Regions from separate parts of the Mus musculus genome. Here all the other regions are linked to region 4. Evidence: chromatin contacts called from public promoter capture Hi-C data. All regions are on one chromosome and are shown on one strand. The core of a region is the stretch at or near the end of the contact, and the rest is flanking DNA. Distances in the headings are between cores, read along the strand shown. Region 1 holds the start of Aifm2 (apoptosis-inducing factor, mitochondrion-associated 2). Region 2 holds the start of Tysnd1 (trypsin domain containing 1). Region 3 holds the start of Eif4ebp2 (eukaryotic translation initiation factor 4E binding protein 2). Region 4 holds the start of P4ha1 (procollagen-proline, 2-oxoglutarate 4-dioxygenase (proline 4-hydroxylase), alpha 1 polypeptide). Region 5 holds the start of Nodal (nodal). Region 6 holds the start of Ppa1 (pyrophosphatase (inorganic) 1).

Region 1 (3,155 bases), core at 361-2,860, 2.4 Mb before region 4:
TACACAATGTGGTGGTTCACACTTGAACTTGCCTATCAACCGTCCTCTCTGCCAGACAGGCAGCCTGAACCCGGTGTAAAGAGACCTTCAGGAATCTAGTGGAACACATTTCTGCCATAGCTGTTCAGAGGTCAAGCTTCAGACAACACACAACAGGAACCCTGTGCACCCAGGCCAAAGTGAAGCCACCCTGCTGTCTCCGCCACAAAAATCACCACCCAGCCTTTTGAGTCATCCAGGCTTCTCAGGAAGGAAAATTTCAACATTGACACACAGGGTAGCCACATCTCCACTGTGGCCTCGAGGCAGAAGAGGCTCCTGAAGTGTGACTCAATAGGCTATGATATCTGTCCCCTCTTCCACTGGGGAAGGGAGGCGATGGCTCCCCTCTTTGGACACCAAAGACCAGGCTGAGAGTGAGCACTCTAGGGACAGCTGCTGAGGAATGCACCCCTAGATATACCGTTGAAAAACACCCCATGCTAAAAGGGACTGGCTGATAGAATGAAGAGGAGAAGGAAAAGAAGCACTCACTTTGGCATAGACACTCCTGCACTCAGACACACACACACACACACACACACACACACACACACACCCCAAGTGACCTGCCCATCCCTGGCCATTGCCAACCTGCATCTCCCTCCAGACAAGGCCCACTGGCTGTACAGTACTTGATAGGCCCAGCTCTAGTGAACAGGAGGTGACTTAGGCCAGTGTTGACATGCAGTCCCTTGAGAGTGTGGCTGAGCACTTGGGGTGTGTTGGCAGGGGACACAGGCTCATGTTAGAAGCTGATGCTAGCCTTGGTTCATAGGTGCTGAGTGGGGAGATCTGGAAGTTTCTTTCCAAACTACACCTGTCCTCCCCCGGGGGCCTCAGCTCTTAAGACAGCTGAGCATTCCCCCCCCACACCCCTAAATCCCAGGGTCAAAATTATCTTAGTGAGCTATGGGGATGTGTGGAGTGTGTGGTCTTGGAAAGAACAGGGTGCCTGGGAAGAGGGGGAGGAGGGAGGAAGAAAGAGTAAGAGAGAGGGAGAGTGGGAAAGGGAAAGAGAGAGGGGGAGGAGAGAAAGAGAGAGAGGGAGAGAGAGAGAGAAGAGAAGGGGATTCAGTCATTGCTGGTCTCGCTTTTTCTAACAGAACCCCTATTTCACAGGGGGGCGGGGTGAAGCAGGCCTCCAATGCACCCCTGGGTAACCCTACTCACTTTCTCTGAGATTCCTAAGGGTCTCCCGCTGCACTCAGACACCTCAGTCCTTCTGTCTGAGACCCTCCCAAGATCAAGGCCACGCCTGCCCCGCTACCCCTGCGCGTCCTGCTTCCCCCTCCCAAGACCCCAAGTTCTTCCCGGACAGATTTAGCGGACATTGAGGAGCAATGAATCCCGAGGAACCTGGTCCTCCGGACCGGCGTTAAGTATCCTAGGCAACGGCCCCCTCCTAATTCCGCGGCCCCTGTCATGCCCCTAGTGTACCCCACGCCGCGCGAGGGAACAAGGATCCCCAGTGACCTCACCTGTAGCGGTCCTTGGTCCTCGCGTCTTCCGGCGCTGAGGCCCCGTGTCGGGGCGTGCCCATCACTGTCTCCGGGTCGCAGCCCCGCCCCGAGCCCCGCCCCCGAGCCCCGCCCCTCCCGCTGCCCTGGAACTGACCTTGACCGCCTACCAGCCGCTCCCTACTTGGACACTCCCAGCGCTGATGCAGCCTAGCTAGCCTCTCAGCCTGCCAAGATCCTGCGCCTTAGTTTTGCCAGGGGTTTCTGGGAGACAACCGAGAGCCTCCCCAACACACACACACACACACACACAAACACACACACACACACACACACACACACACACACACACACACACACACTAGCTTTGCCATCTGCACACATGTGCATACGGACTGAGCGCCTGCTGTTCGCCCAGTCTTTGGTCCTGCACTGGAGCTTTAAAATGGAGAGCGGAACCGGTATATCCTTTGGTTATATGGTAGCCTGGAGAAAGAAGGGGTTTAACACAAGACTCAGGAGCTGTTTGCCTATCCTGAGTGCCCTGGATTTCTTACCCACAGAAGCAGAGCACGGTGGTGCATACCTGTAATCCTAGCATTTAGGAAGTAGAGGCAAGAGGGTTAGAAATTGGCTACTGAGTCCACTTTGGACTTCCTGAGATCCTGTCAAAAAAATGAAGCCATCAAACCACCACTGCTGACAGACTGCAGTGGTGCAGCCTTTAATCCCAGCACTAGGGAGGCAGAGGCAGGAGGATGTCTGTTGAGTTTGAGGCCAACTCGGAGCAAGTTCCAGGACATCCAGGGGCTACACAGAGAAACCAGGTCTCAAAAACCCTACAAAACAAAACAACAACAACAAGAAGACAAACAAAACACTACCACATCTCCTGTCACCTACTGCTGTAAGGAAGCTTGGAGATCAAAAAGTATTCAGGCCTCTCTCCCATACTGAAGTCAGCCCTGAGCAAGGGAGAGAAGCAAGCATGTGTGCCAAGTCACAGAAGGATGCCAGAGATAGGAAAGCCAGAGCATTCGAAGCTACATAGGGGAACGATAGGGCATCTGTCTCCAAGCAGATATTGTCCCCTACCCTAGGGGCAGTAGGCAAGTGTCCGTGAGGTCACGTACATACCTGAGCAGGGTGTACTAACTCATGCTTGTACCCACAGCCACTGGGGAGGCTGAGACAAGGAGGTTTACAAGTTCAAGGATATCCTGGGCTACAGTGAGAGACCCTGTCTCAAACATACATAGGCAGTAGGTAGCATTTCTTTATTTGGTTGGTTGTTTTGTTTTGCTTTGAACACTTGTTTTGATGAGAATTTCACACATGAACATTTCCATCATTTCCATCCTGTCTTCTATAATTGCTACTGTTGCACACACAGAAACAGACAGAGACAGAAGCTACCTGAAGGGCTCCAACAGGCCCAGGCACGACATACATGGTACCAGCAGCTTTTACCCTTTCCCCTTCCCTCTCCTGGCTAAATCCTTAGATCATTACTAAAGCTAGCCCCGCAAGGTCGGCTCCCCTAACTGGCCTCTGACTCATTTCTGAGACTGAACACCAAGGTCCAGCCATCAAAATTCATGATTTGGCTGCACTGGCTAACTGTCCAGTCAGGATTCACCAACTCATCTGAGTACA
Region 2 (2,938 bases), core at 221-2,720, 2.4 Mb before region 4:
GAAAAGCTGCCCAAAGAGTTTCATGCTAGCTAAAGGGCTCAAAGTCACCCAGTCCTACCTGCTGCTGCCCATAGTCCCACGGGTCCCCGCGCTAAGAGTCGCTTGTGCCTGGCAGTTTGCTCAAGCTTCGCTGGGCCCTATCAAGAGGCCCAGATCCCCTCACTGGAGTCCTGGTTGTCAAATATGAACTGAGGTCTCTAACACTGGGGGCCTGGTGAGGGCGGGCAGTCCTGAGTCTTACTTGGGTGTAGCGGAGTGTACCAACACCCTGGCTGCTTCCCGGGGTGCCACATGGCGACAGGTGACCACCAGGCGAGGCGCCACGACCACTCCGGAGCCCCACACGGTACCACACTCCACCAGCACCGCCGCGGCCGCCCACGGGGGTCCGAGATCGCGCAGAGGCAGGCCCCGTGGCGTGCTCACATCGGGTGGCGGCAGCAGCACAGACAGGGAAGCGGAGCCGGGGTGCAGACGGGCGAGCGCCCAGCGGGCAACCTGAAGCAGCGGGGCGGCGGCGCACAGCAGCGTGAGGCCCACCCACTCGCGGGCCTTCCAGCAGAGCGGCGCGGCCACCAGAGCCACCAGCGCACCCGCAGGTCGAGCGGCGAACACTCCGCCGCCTTCCGTGCCCGGCAGGCAGCGCGCGTCGGTGAGCAGCAGCGGCCCGGCCGCGTTGCTGAGCACGCCGCGGCTCAGCGTGTTGAGGAAGATGTCCGGGCAGAAGGCACCGAACGGAGAGCCACAAGCCAACAGCGGTGCGCCCTTGACCACGGCCCCGAGCGGTGCCACGGTCACCACCGGTCCGCGCCTCTCCTCCGCCGCCGCGCCCCGCTGCACCCGCAGCAGGGCGAACCAGCCGAGCGCGCGCAGCTGGTCCTCCTCTTCCTCCTCCGAAACCGCATCGTCGGGCGCCGAGCTTACGAAGTGCCATTGATCGACCGCATCGGCCCCGAAGAGCCGAGCGAAATGCGAGCGGAAGGCCGGGCAGCTGAGCAGCAACAGCAGCTGCGCTGGTCGCGGGGGCTGCAGAGGCCGCGCGCGGGCCCGGCTCGGGGCGCCGGGTTCGAGGCCCAGGCTTGCGCACTGAGGCGTGCACAGCCCCGGGAGTTCCTGATCCGCGCGACCGGCAGGGCTGGCAGCCGTGGGTCCCCACTGCACGTGGAGACGTAGGTCATCGCTGCAACTGTCGCCCGGCAGGAAGGCGGTGCCCGTCTGGGTCAGCGCCGCGCTGCCCGTCCGCAGGAAGGGGGTAAAGATGCCTCCGTGGCACAGCACTAGGCCTGGGTTACGGCTCAGAATCACCCCGCTGCAGCTCCACGAGCCCGCGTCAGGCTGTCCGGCCCGCGAGGCGCTCACCACGCAGCCCGCCTGCTCCGCCACTCTCATAGAGGGTCCCCATTGCCGCCCCATGGCTTCCCCAAGACGTCGCACAACGGCTGTCACCACAGGGCGACTGGCGCAAACTCTGACTCAGGCCTCCTTGCCGAGCCCGATTGGCTAAACCTCAAGCGACCGCTCTTATTGGTTGGGCACAGCGCCGAGTCCTGATTGGCTATTGATGCTACTCCTCGTTTGCTAATCCTCCTTTCCCCGCCCTCTTAATTTAGCCAGCCTAGGAATCCTTGGGTTTGGGGTGGCGGGGTGGAGGGGCGGGGGAAGAGGTGAAAAGAAACCTCCTGAGACACAGACGTGAAGCGTCACAGGGAAACCGACAAGGGCGACACTCCCCAGTCGAATCTCGTACTTGACCGGCATCTAACTGTACCCTACAGCCACTGCACGGATGTAAGCAACCTCCGTCTCTTGACAGTGGAACAATATGGGCCAAGGGAACCCTTGGTTGATTCAGTACGTACATTCATACATACATGTGTTTATTCTGGATTTTCGAGATAGGGTTTCTCTGCTTGGTGCAGGAACTCGAGCTGCAGACTAGGATGGCCTCGAACTCGGGATCTACCAGTTTCTACCTCCCAAGCCACCAAACCCCGATCTACTTAAAAAATTTTGTAAATCCTACAACAATCCACTAGGGGGCATGCGACTCACAAAATTGCTCCTAGGACAGTTACTAAAATTCCTAAATACATAAATTGTTTTGAAAGTGGCACAGGGTGCCACTTTTTGGCCCACACTGGCATCGAACTTCGGCAGTTCTTCTGCCTACATCCTCCCTAGAGTCCAGGGATTACAGTTTTACTTTACCCATGGGTTATTTAACCATGTATTATACAACCTTTCACACGACATGTCTAACCACCACTCCGGATTTATGTTAGGTCAGGGCAAATACTTTGAAAGTACAGACTGAACTAGTTCAGGTTTTGTGGGCTATAAAATCATCACTTCCAAATATTCAGCATATAACCCAGTCTCGTAATTCGAATTTCATAACAGCTCATCTCCTCCACCATTTACAAGTGTAAAAATCAAGACTGGAGAGGAGGGCTCAGCACTTAAGAGCTCTAAGCACTTACAGCTCTAAGCATGGACCTTAGTTTGGTTCCCAGCACCCACATGGTACCTTACAGTTGCTTGTAATTATAATTCCAGGATATTCAATACTCTCGTCTGGCATCTGCTGTCCCCTGAACTCATGACTCAGGCAGGCAAACACGTACACATAAAATATAGTATTAAAAAGTTCCTCACTTTCCAAGGACAGGTGGGCATGAACAGGTATGTTTGGAGAGACTTCATGAATCTCTCTAAAGTATATTAATGGTTTTTGGTTTGGTTTGGCTTGGTTTTTCGAGACAGGGTTTCTCTGTGTAGCCCTGGCAGTCCTGGAAATCACTCTAGACCAGGCTGGCTCAGAAATCGGCCTGCCTCTGCCTCTAGAGTGCTGGGATTAGAGGATGTATTAATGTTCAGTGAGACTTCTGGGAATGGAGTTAACACTGCTGCTGCTTTCCCAGCCTCACACCTAATGCTT
Region 3 (3,304 bases), core at 570-3,069, 2.1 Mb before region 4:
ATCTTACAAGTGGACCTGTCTCCTCATCTTGTTCTTTTCATTAGTTTTTCAGACAGTCTCTTGTATCCCTGGCTGGCCTCAAACTAGTTGTGAAGCTTAGGTGAACCTTACACTCCTAACCATCCTGCTATTTTTTTTTTTTTTTTTGAGACAGGGTTTCTCTGTGTAGCCCTGGCTGTCCTGGAACTCACTCTGTAGACCAGGCTGGCCTCGAACTCAGAAATCCACCTGCCTCAGCCTCCCGAGTGCTGGGACTAAAGGCGTGCGCCACCATGCCCGGCTTATCCTGCTATTTCTTGTAGTGCTTTGTCTACATATATGTAAATGCATCATGTTACATCATGTTACATCTCTGCCTGGTGTTGCAGAGATCAGAAGATAAGGTAGGTCAGATTCCCTGAACTGGAGTTATGGGTGCTTCTGAGCCACTACAAGTGTGCTAGGTACTAAACTCTGGTCCTCTCGGTGCTCTGCAACAGCAACAAGCGCTCTTAACTACTGAGCCCTTCCTCAGAGTCATTGATGGTTAAACCCTTAGTTCATCGTGTACGCATTGCTTTCCTTTAATAATGAGCAATTAAAATTATACTTCTTAAAATAACTTTGATTAGCTGGGTGTGGTGGTGCACGACTTTAATCCCAGCACTCAGGAGGCAGAAGCAGGTGGATTTCTGAGTTCGAGGCTAGCCTGGTCTACAAAGTGAGCTCCAGGACAGCCAGGATATACAGAGAAACCCTGTCTCGAAAAACCAACCAACGAAACAAACAAACAAACAAACAAACAAAAACTTTGATTACATTTATTTATTTATGGGCAGGCAGATGGGTGCTCATGGACTAGTGGAGAAGTCAGAGGATAACTTGGGAGAGTCGGTCTCCCCTTTCACCTTGTGGCTTCTGGGTGGTGGAACTCAGGTCTGCAGGCTTGGTGACAAATGCCTTTCTTTACCTGCTGAGCCATCTTGTGGGCTCCCAGAGTTATAATTTTTTAAAAAGATTTATTTATTTATTTTATGTATATGAGTACGCTGTAGCTGTCTTCAGACACATCAGAAGAGGGCATCGGATCCCATTACAGATAGTTGTGAGCCACCATGTGGTTGCTGATTTGAACTCAGGATCTCTAGAAGACAGTGCTCTTAACCACTGAGCCATCCCTCCAGCCCGAGTTATACTTTTAATGGTTAGATATAGATGGGAATATGAAGTAAGCCCTAAGAAAGTACTGTTAGTCCACACTTACACACCACAAACAATTACACACACACACACACACACACACACACACACACACACACACACACACACACACACACACACACACACACACACACACACACACACACACACACACACACACACACACACACACACACACACACACACACACACACACACACACCCCGCTTCCCCCCCCTCCCGCGTGCCTTAATCACCTACACTCAGCTTCACTGGGAGTCTATTATGTTCCTCTGAACTCAGCCCCGCCCCTCAAAGTCCCGCCCACCCTAAGGCTCCACCCTTCAACACTTCCTTTTTCCCGGATTTCCGGGTTCACCCTCTGCCTCTAGCCTTCGGCTGCCTCAGTCACGCCCCCAGCTACCCGCCCACTCGCCTCAGACACGCCCTCCAACGTCACGTCCGGCTTCCATATTGTCCCTCCCTCTACTACCCCTTGCTCCCGCCTTCGACCGCTTCCGGTAGTCATCGTTGCCGCTGCTGCCGCTGCTGCTCCTGCTGCTGCTGAGGCTGCAGGCGGAGGCCGGAGGACCGGGCGGCGGCGGCGGCGGCGGCAGCGGGAGCGGTATCGCAGCGGGACGACCGGGCGAGAGCAGGCGAGTTGAGAGCCGAGCGTGAGGAGCCAGAGCCGCCCGGCCCCGCCGCCGCCGCCGCCGCCGCCGCCGCCGCTGCTGCACAAAGCCTCGAGCCCGCGTCGGAGCCATGTCCGCGTCGGCCGGTGGTAGCCACCAGCCCAGCCAGAGCCGCGCCATCCCCACGCGCACCGTGGCTATCAGCGACGCCGCGCAGCTACCTCAGGACTACTGCACCACGCCCGGGGGGACGCTGTTCTCCACAACGCCGGGAGGTGAGCCGCGCCCGGCCTGCCCGCCATCACGGCTGGCGCGTGGCACTGCATGCTCGACCAACAGCTTCCTCCCCGCTGCCCGTACGGTGTGCTGCAGACCGTGCATTCTGCGCAGCGGGGCTTGCCTCTGGAGCTGTCCTACGGGCTTTGGGGAGAGGGAAGTCGGGGAGACGGACCTGGCGCGGAAGCCTAAGATGACTGGTCTGGCTGCGCCGAGAGTTCCGAGACGAGGCTGGCATGCACTCTGCATGCCTCGCCCAGTGTTAGCCTCCTTTGACAGCATTGTTTACTTTGTTAGAGGAGTCATCAAAGGTTGGGGGAGCCCCAGCTCCCACAAGTGGGACGTGTAAAATAGCTCCTTTGGTATCCAAGAAGTTGTTGGCTTTGGTAGAGGCGCTGTCAGGTTTCAGATCAGGGCTTTCGAAGAGCGGTTTTAAAGGTGCTTTGTCAAACAGCACACACTAGTCGGGTTAGGTTGCTTGATCCTAGGGAAAGGGCTTGTAGAAAAAAGCGATGCAAAGGGAGGTTCCTGAAGTTGCTTTTCAAAAGATGGCCGGGATCCGTTTACTATCACTGGAGAAGAGGTAAATAAAGTATGTTGAATTGGTCACGAGAGGAGGAAGCGCAAAGGTTGTTTGTCTCTTTTCTGGGCTGTTCTCTAAGAGGGAGGAGCCTGGAAGGGGTTCTTCCGGTGCCTTCATGAAGGGAACTGGCTTTCTGTCCCTAATCTCAGAACTTTGCCTTCTTTTGGTGACCCCGGGGGCTGGGCTTCAGCTAGAGGGTGAAGATTTGGTTAGCAGCCCTTACAGTCTATAGATCGCTGATCATGAGACAGGACTCCTAACCAATCACTTAAAAGTGGGCCTGGCCATCCTGGAATCTTGTGCAATTGGAAGGCACAGAGTAAGGGGACCTTGCCAACACCAAGAGACAGCAGTCCAGAAGGCTGTGTGTGGTAGTTAGGGCTGTGACCCTACTACTCCAGAAAGACGGGGTAGGAGAATGGCAGTTTAAGGCTAGCCCTGGCAATATAATGAGTTCCAAGGCCAGGCAGTGGTGGCACACACCTTTAATCCCAGCACTTGGGAGGCAGAGGCAGGCGGATTTGGAGTTCAGCCTGGTCTACAGAGGAGTTTCAGGACAGCCAGGGCTATACTGAGAAACCCTGTCTCAAAAAAAAAAAAAAAAAAAAAAAAAGAGTTCCAAGACAGCCTGTGC
Region 4 (2,984 bases), core at 108-2,607:
CCAAGGAAAAAGTCCAAGAGCCATGGCTCTCGAGTTAAGTCGAACCTGGCAGGTTCCTTTTAATTAAAAAAAAAAAAAAAATCATTTCCTAAAAGAGAACCCAGGAGCTTGTCTATCCCTTTCTGTGGAGGCTCTTCCCTATAAACCACGGTGCAATACCCCAAGAGTCCTCATTTTGGATGGTCAGCTGAAGATGTTAAGTCCGAAAGCCTGCCTTTGTACCAAATTCCCACTCTCTAGGAGAAACAACCTCGTATTTAACCGTACCATCCTTCCCCACACTGAACATCCATCTGGGGTCAATCACAAAATTCAGTTTAAAAGTCTCACACAACCATAGAAGGTTTGGCCAAAATGGACTGACTTGTTGACCCTGCAAGAGGAGGGGAGCGTGAAAGACGAAAAGGGAAAGGGGATCATCAGGGTGAGCTGAACCAGAGGAGGTGGGCAAGATTGGAAACCAGGAGGAAAGAAGGAGCAGAGGGAGAGAGAAATACAGAGACAGACGCGTGTGTCCTTAAGTGATTCACTGGGATGAAGAGGAAGGAAGAAGCCAGCTTCCCCAACTGTGAATGACAGCAACTTCTCAGCTAAACTCGGCGCCCCGGGCTATGTCTACTTGCTGAGACAACGCCGAGAAGCGCAACAGACAAGTTCAGTCCTAACTTCTGAGTAGGTCCCACTTCCCAGCTTTACTTTCCAAAAGTGAAAAGGAAAAAGAGAAGAAGAGCGATCGAAACGGAGAGACTCAGCCCCCGGCTGCAAGCGCTGCCTGCTTTCTCCACTGCCACATGCTAACCATCTGCGGCTCGGGCGGCCCAGACCCCCGCCCGTCCGCCCTCGCCTTCCCCCGGCTTAGTGGGGCGGACGAGGTACCGCTGCACAAGTCATCAGGGAGGCTGGCTGCCCGGGATGGAACATTCAAGAAGGTCCTAGTGCTGGGGCGGGGCGCAAGCCGCTGCTGCCGCTCCGGCCAGAGGCAGGACGGGGGTGGGGGGACGGCGAGGGAAGCTGGGAGAGCGCCGGGGCGGCCTGACTTCGGGGGTGCGGGGCCGGGTCCTCTCGGGGAGACCCGGGGGCGGCTGTGAGAAGGGCTGAGCCCCACTCCAGAGCGAAGGGACCCCGGCTGCCCGCGGGGACCCCGCATCCGTCTCCAAGATCGGAGGAGCGCCTCACCTGGATAGCGGGCCGGGAGGAAGGCGACAGCTCGGCTCGGGTCAGTCCTGTCGCCTGCAGTCCCCGCTAGCTAGCTCCCTGCCGCCCTCAGCCTGCTGGCAGTGCGACTGGGCAGTAGAGGGAGCCAGGCGTCCCTTTTATATTCCCCTGCCGCGCCGGCGCGCCGGAGAGGGGGCGGCCGCAGCCCTCGCTACGTGCGCTCTGTCACACCAGCTCCCGCGCCACTGCGCAGGCGCTTGCGGCGAGCCTCCCACCCACCCGGGAGTCGCCCAGGCCCGGGGTGTTCCAAGCCTAGGCTGGCCCACGCGAGGACGCAGTGCGCCTGCGCAGAGCTCCTGCCACGCCACCGTTCCCGTGGTTACCATGGGGCTTCCACCACCACCCCCGCCCGGGTTCCTGTAGGATTTAGCGCCTTCATTTCAGGGTCAGCGGCGGGTCTCAGAGCCATCGAAGCCATCAGGAAGGACAGTTGTGCAAAATTAGGAGAAGTTTATAAGAATTTAGGAAATAAAGTGGAGGTGTGGAGTGGGAAACAAGACGGTGTATCCGGGGTGACTGTCGGGGCTGGCTTGGCCCACAGGGGTTTTTGCTTTAATAAGCGTCTTTTTTACACTTTTGAACACGAGGATTTCGCTTAATCTCCCACCCGCATACTTTATGGGTGAATAATAGATGACAATTGAGTGTCATCTGAGGTTAAATCCTAACCCACTCTGTATAAAGTTAGATTTTAACTTCCCTGTATCTTGGGTGCTACATCTGCAAAGAAGGAATACAATATTATCTGTTCCCTAGGCCCTAGGCTTGCTGTGAGAAACAATGAGACAATGAATGAAAAAGCACTTACTTAGCACATGCCTAGGATTCAGGAAGAGCATGGAAACATATAATGGGGCTGGGGAGGGGGTGTACCAGGATGTTGGGTTTTGAGCATTTACCTAACATGGAAAAAAAAGGCCTTAGACTTTATTACCTAGCCTCAAACAAACCAGCACAGAAACAAGCATCAACAACAGTAAGTCTGGAGATGTGGCACACACAGCTAAGATTTCAGTTCCCAGCACCGTGCTGGGTGGTGGCTCACAACATCCTGAAACCCCAGGTCGGGCAGATCAACAACTCTGGGCTTCCAAGAACACCGGTATTTAACCACACAAGACACATACGTATAGTTAAAATGAATAAAATTAAATCTTTAAAAAAATACTACTGAGCACACTATATAAGGCACGAACTGTGTTTGAGTTTAGTCTTGATCTAAAAGAAGAGAACCTTAGTTACTGGCAATAAGGACAATGCCAGAGATAATTTACTTCCTGTCAGGGAAAGAAAGACTTTTCTAACATTTGTTACTCGTTTAAAACTGTAAAGTTTTCCTTGCTTGCTAAAGTATGGAACTGATTGGCACTTATCTGGGACAGAGAGACAAAGAGCTTCAGGCGTCTGAAAGCAATGGTTTCTAAAAGTGTGGCTCTGTGGGTCTAGTCAGGAGCAGTAGAGCCAAAAATGTTTTTGTAGGACGATTTCGATTCTTTTGCTATAATGACAACACAGTTGGATTTTCCAGAGACTTCTGCTCCTTTGTCATGGTTTAAGTGTGAGGCATATCCCAACCAGGCCACTAGTAAGAGAATTTACAGAAGAAAAACAAAAAAAGCAAAAAACCACACAGCCACCCCACTAATACTCTTAAGATGTTTTTATTAAAAATGTTTTTCTGCTAACTTGTAATATAGTTGTTTTAAAATGCACAAATAAAGCTATTTTATATATTTTTTTAACCTCTCACTACAGTAAATCCTGCCAGA
Region 5 (2,925 bases), core at 377-2,876, 2.1 Mb before region 4:
CCCAGATTGTCCCATCACCATACAAACCTTCCAGAACTTTCTAGAAGGGAAGTGAACTGGAAAGGTATGTTTTCCCGGCTTTACCTCTGTCCGACCCTAGGCGGAGGGGCCTAGCATCCCACTGATTTCCCATTGCCTTGCCCTCCAGGCTGTCCTGTTCCGCGGTCCCCAGATGACCCTTCAAGAGAGGGTCACCGGCAGTCACAGCCCAGACGCTGCAGGCAGGGGACTAGGGACTCCGCCTCCAGGTCGTGAGGGCCGGCGGGCGGCGGGTCAGACCGGATTAGAAGATGTGGATTGCGTCCGGGTCCCGCGGAGGGCCGTCTGGCCCCAGAGGACAGAGGAGCGGGCTGGCCAAGCTGCCCAAGAGGCGAGATGTTGATTGCGCCCAGGAAGGTAGTCCTGAGTCCGAACTCCCTCTCCTGGGCACCCACCTGTCGGCCTACTCTGGTGAGCATCACTCAGGTCGCTGGGTCAAACACACACACACACACACACACACACACACACACACACACACACACACACACACACACACACACGAACACCTCGATCCAAGTAGGTTCCGAGCCTGTTGGTCACCAAGGACACCTGACACCGCCCAACCACGAGAGTTGCCTGAGTTCTGGACTTTCTACACCCGATCTCTAATTTCGGATCTTTGAGCCCTAGTTCCTGGTGTCACTTGCTGCAACCGGGATAAAACCAGTAACGACTTGTTTTATTTTACGCCCGGTTCTGGGCAGAGCGTTTCTGGGGGAGATGGGGCGTTGTCACCTAGTCCCTTCTATAAGTCTATCAAAAAGGTCTTACGATTTCTAAACTACAGATGGGCAAACTGAGACTCGCAGGTGCTCAGTGGCGCAATCCGGCCCACGCCCTACCCTTTTTACCCTCTACCATTAGAGGTAGGACCGACCGGAAAGGCGGTGGCCCCTGGTTCCATTCCGATCGCGCCACTAGCGCTGTGCTGAGCCTGCCCACGGAGAAACAATTAATCCCAGTCTCTGGACGATTCTTGATGCTCAGTCCCCGCTGCAACCATCGCGCGCCTCCCGGCCGTGAGCCCTTAAGTGCTGGCGAGGCCAGGCTTGCAGCCTACCTTGCGCCTGGAGGCTGCGGATGATGTCCGCCCGAGGCAGCGGGTCTCGGTAGAGGCTCAACATGTACGCCAGAGGGGACGGTGACGAGGGCTGCCCCCGTGTCCACAGAGGCAAAGCGGCCGCGGTCGGGGCGCGCGGGTGGAGTAGAGCCCAACAGGCTTGAAGAAGAAGGATGCGGAGGCTGTGGGCACTCATGGTGGGCTGTTTGGACCCGCAAACAACACCAGGGTCCCTTATATCTGAGCCGCCGCCGCCCCGCCCCTTTCCCTCCCTCCCTCCGGAGAGGCCTATAACCTATAGGTTAAGAACTTATAACCACCCTGGAGGGGCAGGGCAGGGGAGCCCCTGCTGAGGGGAGGTGTGATGTGCTGAGAAAGACTACAGAGAAATTGTGGCGGGGGGGGGGGGGGGGAGTTAGGGGTGCATACAGACTCTGAGTCTAAACCGCCCCGCACCTTGCCCCTCTACCTCGGGAAGTCTCCCTGCTGAGACAGCGGGCTAAGGCTTGCTCCGAGTGAAGCTTGATGAGCTAGAGGTGTGTTGGAGCCCTGGCTGGCTTCAACCCCAGAACCACAATAATGGCTTCCTTACTCTGCCTCTTCTGGACCCCTCGCGGTCCTCTCCAGTTCATCCAAAAACAGGTAGGGAGTGCTGGGCTAGGGGCCAGTCCTCTCTTCTGGGTAGCACCAGGCTAGCCTGAGCTACATCCTTCATTGGCAAGGCCCCTAGGTAACTAGGGGTTATTGAGAATTTGAAAGAACAAAGATTAGCCGGGTATGGTGGCGCACACCTTTAATCCCAGCACTCGGGAGGCAGAGACAGGTGAATTTCTTTTTTTTTAAGATTTATTTATTTATTATATGTAAGTACACTGTAGCTGTCTTCAGACACTCCAGAAGAGGGCGCCAGATCTCGTTACGGATGGTTGTGAGCCACCATGTGGTTGCTGGGATTTGAACTCCAGACCTTCGGAAGAGCAGTCGGGTGCTCTTACCCACTGAGCCATCTCACCAGCCCAACAGGTGAATTTCTGAGTTCGAGGTCAGCCTGGTCTACAGAGTGAATTCCAGGACAGCCAGGGCTACACAGAGAAACCCTGTCTCGAAAAACAAAACAAAACAAAACAAAACAAAAGATGAGCTCTAGGGACCTTGTTCTTGGTGACAAATGCCAGCTTCAAATACCAAAGTGCCCTCCTGGGGAGCAAGGGGAATAATTACTGGAAGCTGAAGGCCCAGCTATAGGGAATCTTGATTCTTGGTGGTTTGAGGGTGACAGGTCCTTACCTGCTTGCTATGGGAGTTTTTGAAGGTGGAAAAGAAAAGCTGGAGGTTTGCTGGCTGCATCTCCTGCCTGCGGGGCAGAGCCCTGGGACATCTCAGTCACTCTCCAGACCTGCTGACTTTGTCTGCCCAAGACAGAATTAAATGTCTTTGGTTTTTCTCAAAGTAACTGTCCTCAGTCATATTTCTTGTTTATGAGGAAATTCAATGTAACAAATATGCCATACGCGTAAGGCTTAGGGTAAGGGGTGGTAGGGCAAGGGGTGGTCATTCTTTCACGCTGCATAAATGATTGAGTTCTTAGGAAGGGAGCCATTGAGAAGAGAATTTGCAGGATGGAAAGATCCTAGCCTTTGTGTTTTCAAAAGGGAAGGCGGGATAGAAATTACCTTTAAAGAAATGTAAATTCCTGTCCCAAAGTCCGCCCCCATGTTTTCCTCCTCCATGACTAGTTTTCTCTTAGTTACTCCCCACCCCCACCCTGCCCCCTTCAAGCCTCCAACTAGCACATTAGCAGCTGCCTAACATTTACTGAACAC
Region 6 (2,888 bases), core at 389-2,888, 2.3 Mb before region 4:
TCACTCTGTAGACCAAGCTGGACTCAAACTCACAGGTCTGCTCGTATCTGCCTCGGGAATGCTGGGATTTTAAGTTTATTTTGTCTAGGGCTGTATGCATAGTTGTCCTCTGCTCAAACTGGACTTTTTTTATCTGTCTTAAAGAGATTGGAAAATGTAACATTATTTTAAATAATTATTTCTATTAAGAATGGATGCTGTCAGGTGTGATGCCTGAACCTATCTATATCCTAGTACTTGGGAGGTTGAAGCAGGAGATCTCAAGTTTAAAACCAAGCTGAGCTAAACGGGAAAACACTATGGCCTCACCCACCACCACCCTCAAAAAAAAAAAAAAAAAAAAAAAGTGGAAAAAATACTCAGAAATTTATCCTTTTTAAAAAGTGCAAAGAGCGAGAACTAGTTAAATTACATAGTGGTACTAAATTTAGTGTTTCTTAAGTTCCAGAGAGCCCATTTGATAGACTTCAGCCTAATCCAAAGTCAAGGAGTGGCTTTGCTCTCTACCCACAACCATCAAATACTTACCACCAATACATTAAATACATTAAAAGCAGTGTGTTTATTCTGCACATATAGCTTGAAGACAATTCCCAGTGACCCAAAGGGTCACTTTAAAGGACACTGAAAAACCTGAAGCCAACACTATTTCCATGGCGAAGTTTCTGCTAGGCACTCTCTGTTCATTCTTTCAGGAATGTCTGTTTGCCCTGTCCTGAGATTGCTGCCCATCCCTTCTAAATAAACACAAAGAGGTTACAAACTGGAAGGGCCTTTGCTAACAGCATCGCAAACCTCTGTTAGCACCATGAATGTATGTATATACCTACAAGCTAAGGGCTTCCAGGAGAAACCCAGGTAGCTTGCAAGCACCTATCAGGAAAAGGTGACACACGTGGAAGGCCGATCGACTCCGCCTTTCTGAGTGCAGGGCAGGGGTTGGATGCGGGGGTAACTAGTGGGTTCCGGCACCAGGGTTAAGAACCTGGCTGTTCTCCCACCAGGTCCTTAGCTAGACGTCACCTGTCTGTCTAGGGAGGCAAAGCTTTCGGTTTCCTAGAAGCACTCCCGGCCATCAGGGCTTCAGAGAAGCCTCACCACAATAAGGCTAGTGCCGGGAAGACCTGGGCCTCAGTTTCCCATCTCTTACAACACCGGGGAGGACTCGATCCTGTTCGGCACCGAATTAAGGTCTTGAGGAAATCTCTGTCCTCCAGCCGGCGATCCTGAGGACAATCCTCTTAGGCGGTCGGTATCACCTCCGGGCACCTTCTAAGGGTGACTCAGTGGTTTCCTTTCCCCATGTGGCCCAAGTTCGAATGTGTGGAGGGAGCGCTCGCGGTGGGCACTGGGATGGCGGCCCTCGCTGGTCCCGCCGCCCGCCAGAGGGAAGGGGACGCGTCCGCCCGCCCGCCCGCTCGTTCTGGAATGAATGGGCGACCCGGCCCTCGGCCTCACGCCACTCACTGAGGAAGACGCGGTACTCGAGGGTGAAGGGCGCGGCGCGCTCCTCGCTGCTGAAGCCGCTCATGGTGTCGGAGATGCACCGCCGCCGCCGCTGCACAGCCACACAACCACACAGCCCAGACCCGGAGCCGCTGTACGGAGGAGAAAGCCCGCGCCTGCGTACCACGAGCTGGCCCGCCGGTCGCCGGCGCCGTGCCTTTAATGCGTGGGGCTCGCCTTGTACCCTGCCCCGCCCCGCCCACCCGCGCAGGCGCACTCTGCGCGACGCGCCTCCTCACGCCCCGCCCCCGGTTCGCAACCTGGGCCACGTGGCAGGCGCCGGCTGCCCTCTGGAAGCGGACTGCGGGTTGGCGGCTCCGCTGGGACAGAACGCTGGTTACTCTCCTGAGGCTTGCGGGTCGCTCACCTTTGATTTCTCTCTCTCAGGTCCTGCAGAGCAGTTCCTTATCTCGGAAGGCCTTGATAAGCCACCTGTTCCCCAGGCAGTCTTGTCTTTTCTTGTTTGGGTTTCTCATAGATCTTCATCTGCCTCCCAGAAGCTGGGAGTGTGCTACCAGCCCCCCACCCCCGGCCCAGGGCCATCTTCATTAAAGTTGAGAGTTTGGCTGACTGGGCTCTGAAAACTATAGGCTGTGACTAATGTTTTCCCAAGTGGTAGGCAATGGACAAATTTGCTTTTACTAATCTCCCTGATTCAGTTTCTCATCTGAATTGTTGGGTGGGTTCTGCTTGGACCAGACTCAAGCTGATTACTCCTGAACTCCCCAGATACCGCAGATTTCTCTCCCCACTCCAGATCCACTGGGACTTGAAATTGAAGCTCTGGGAAGACCCAGGAGTGTGCACAGAACCCCTTGAGGACGTTTCTCAGGAGTAGCTTCTCGGAGCTTGTTTTCCTAGTTCTATTGCACCACCCATTGAAGTCCAGGCTGTATCCCTCAGAGTGTGCTGTGGACGTTGGGAACTTTCACAGTCCTATAAGGTTGTGTGTGTGTGTCTGTCTGTCTTTGTGTATCACAACTCTAATTATAAGCCACATATAGCGTCTCACACCTGTAGCCCCAGACCTCAGGACGCTGACTTTCTGAGACCAACCTGAGCTACGTAGTGAGTTCTGAGCCACCCCATGCTACAGTATGAGACTATCTTAAAAATAAGACAAATCTAACCCAGGAAATTATCCACATTTTTTTAAAAAGCAAATTTTAAATTATGATAGACAGAATATCTTTCTAAAATATTTCTTAACTATTTATCTCAAAGACAGTTTCCTTTCAACTATTTTCAAAACAATCTCTAATATATAAATGGAATGCATAAACCACGTATTAAGTGGAAGCCTAAGAAAGTTAATTTCTAAATTGGCACGGTGGTGTATACCTGTAGCTGCAGCACTTGAGAAGCAAAAGTAGGAAGATCAT

What was found. Promoter capture Hi-C pulls out the DNA fragments that hold promoters and counts their contacts. Capture Hi-C pulls out chosen DNA fragments and counts their contacts.
Region 1: a promoter capture Hi-C map of pre-B cells shows a contact between it and region 4, with 7 times the contacts expected there. The contact joins the promoter of Aifm2 here to the promoter of P4ha1 in region 4.
Region 2: a promoter capture Hi-C map of pre-B cells shows a contact between it and region 4, with 5 times the contacts expected there. The contact joins the promoter of Tysnd1 here to the promoter of P4ha1 in region 4. A contact is called at or near these places in 1 of 39 promoter capture datasets (pre-B cells) and 2 of 9 other capture datasets (adipose tissue and liver).
Region 3: a promoter capture Hi-C map of liver shows a contact between it and region 4, with 3 times the contacts expected there. The contact joins the promoter of Eif4ebp2 here to the promoter of P4ha1 in region 4. A contact is called at or near these places in 3 of 39 promoter capture datasets (liver and pre-B cells), 2 of 484 Hi-C or Micro-C datasets (CD4 T cells and pre-B cells) and 1 of 9 other capture datasets (liver).
Region 5: a contact with region 4 is called in a promoter capture Hi-C map of hippocampal neurons, with 2.5 times the contacts expected there. The contact joins the promoter of Nodal here to the promoter of P4ha1 in region 4. A contact is called at or near these places in 2 of 39 promoter capture datasets (hippocampal neurons and pre-B cells).
Region 6: a contact with region 4 is called in a promoter capture Hi-C map of liver, with 2.1 times the contacts expected there. The contact joins the promoter of Ppa1 here to the promoter of P4ha1 in region 4. A contact is called at or near these places in 2 of 39 promoter capture datasets (liver and pre-B cells).

What each region holds. Positions count from the first base shown.
Region 1 is chr10:61,713,718-61,716,872 of GRCm38.p6, reverse strand. Aifm2 (apoptosis-inducing factor, mitochondrion-associated 2) reads right to left here and starts at 1,610. Exons shown (of 10, transcript NM_001284300.1): 1 at 1,521-1,610.
Region 2 is chr10:61,694,046-61,696,983 of GRCm38.p6, reverse strand. It overlaps Tysnd1 (trypsin domain containing 1), which reads right to left and starts at 1,470. Exons shown (of 4, transcript NM_027912.1): 1 at 242-1,470. The coding sequence starts at 1,413.
Region 3 is chr10:61,451,184-61,454,487 of GRCm38.p6, reverse strand. It overlaps Eif4ebp2 (eukaryotic translation initiation factor 4E binding protein 2), which reads left to right and starts at 1,819. Exons shown (of 3, transcript NM_010124.2): 1 at 1,819-2,086. The coding sequence starts at 1,942.
Region 4 is chr10:59,321,669-59,324,652 of GRCm38.p6, reverse strand. It overlaps P4ha1 (procollagen-proline, 2-oxoglutarate 4-dioxygenase (proline 4-hydroxylase), alpha 1 polypeptide), which reads right to left and starts at 1,357. Exons shown (of 15, transcript NM_001316371.1): 1 at 1,177-1,357.
Region 5 is chr10:61,416,673-61,419,597 of GRCm38.p6, reverse strand. Nodal (nodal) reads right to left here and starts at 1,626. Exons shown (of 3, transcript NM_013611.5): 1 at 1,103-1,626. The coding sequence starts at 1,298.
Region 6 is chr10:61,647,371-61,650,258 of GRCm38.p6, reverse strand. Ppa1 (pyrophosphatase (inorganic) 1) reads right to left here and starts at 1,638. Exons shown (of 11, transcript NM_026438.4): 1 at 1,468-1,638. The coding sequence starts at 1,531.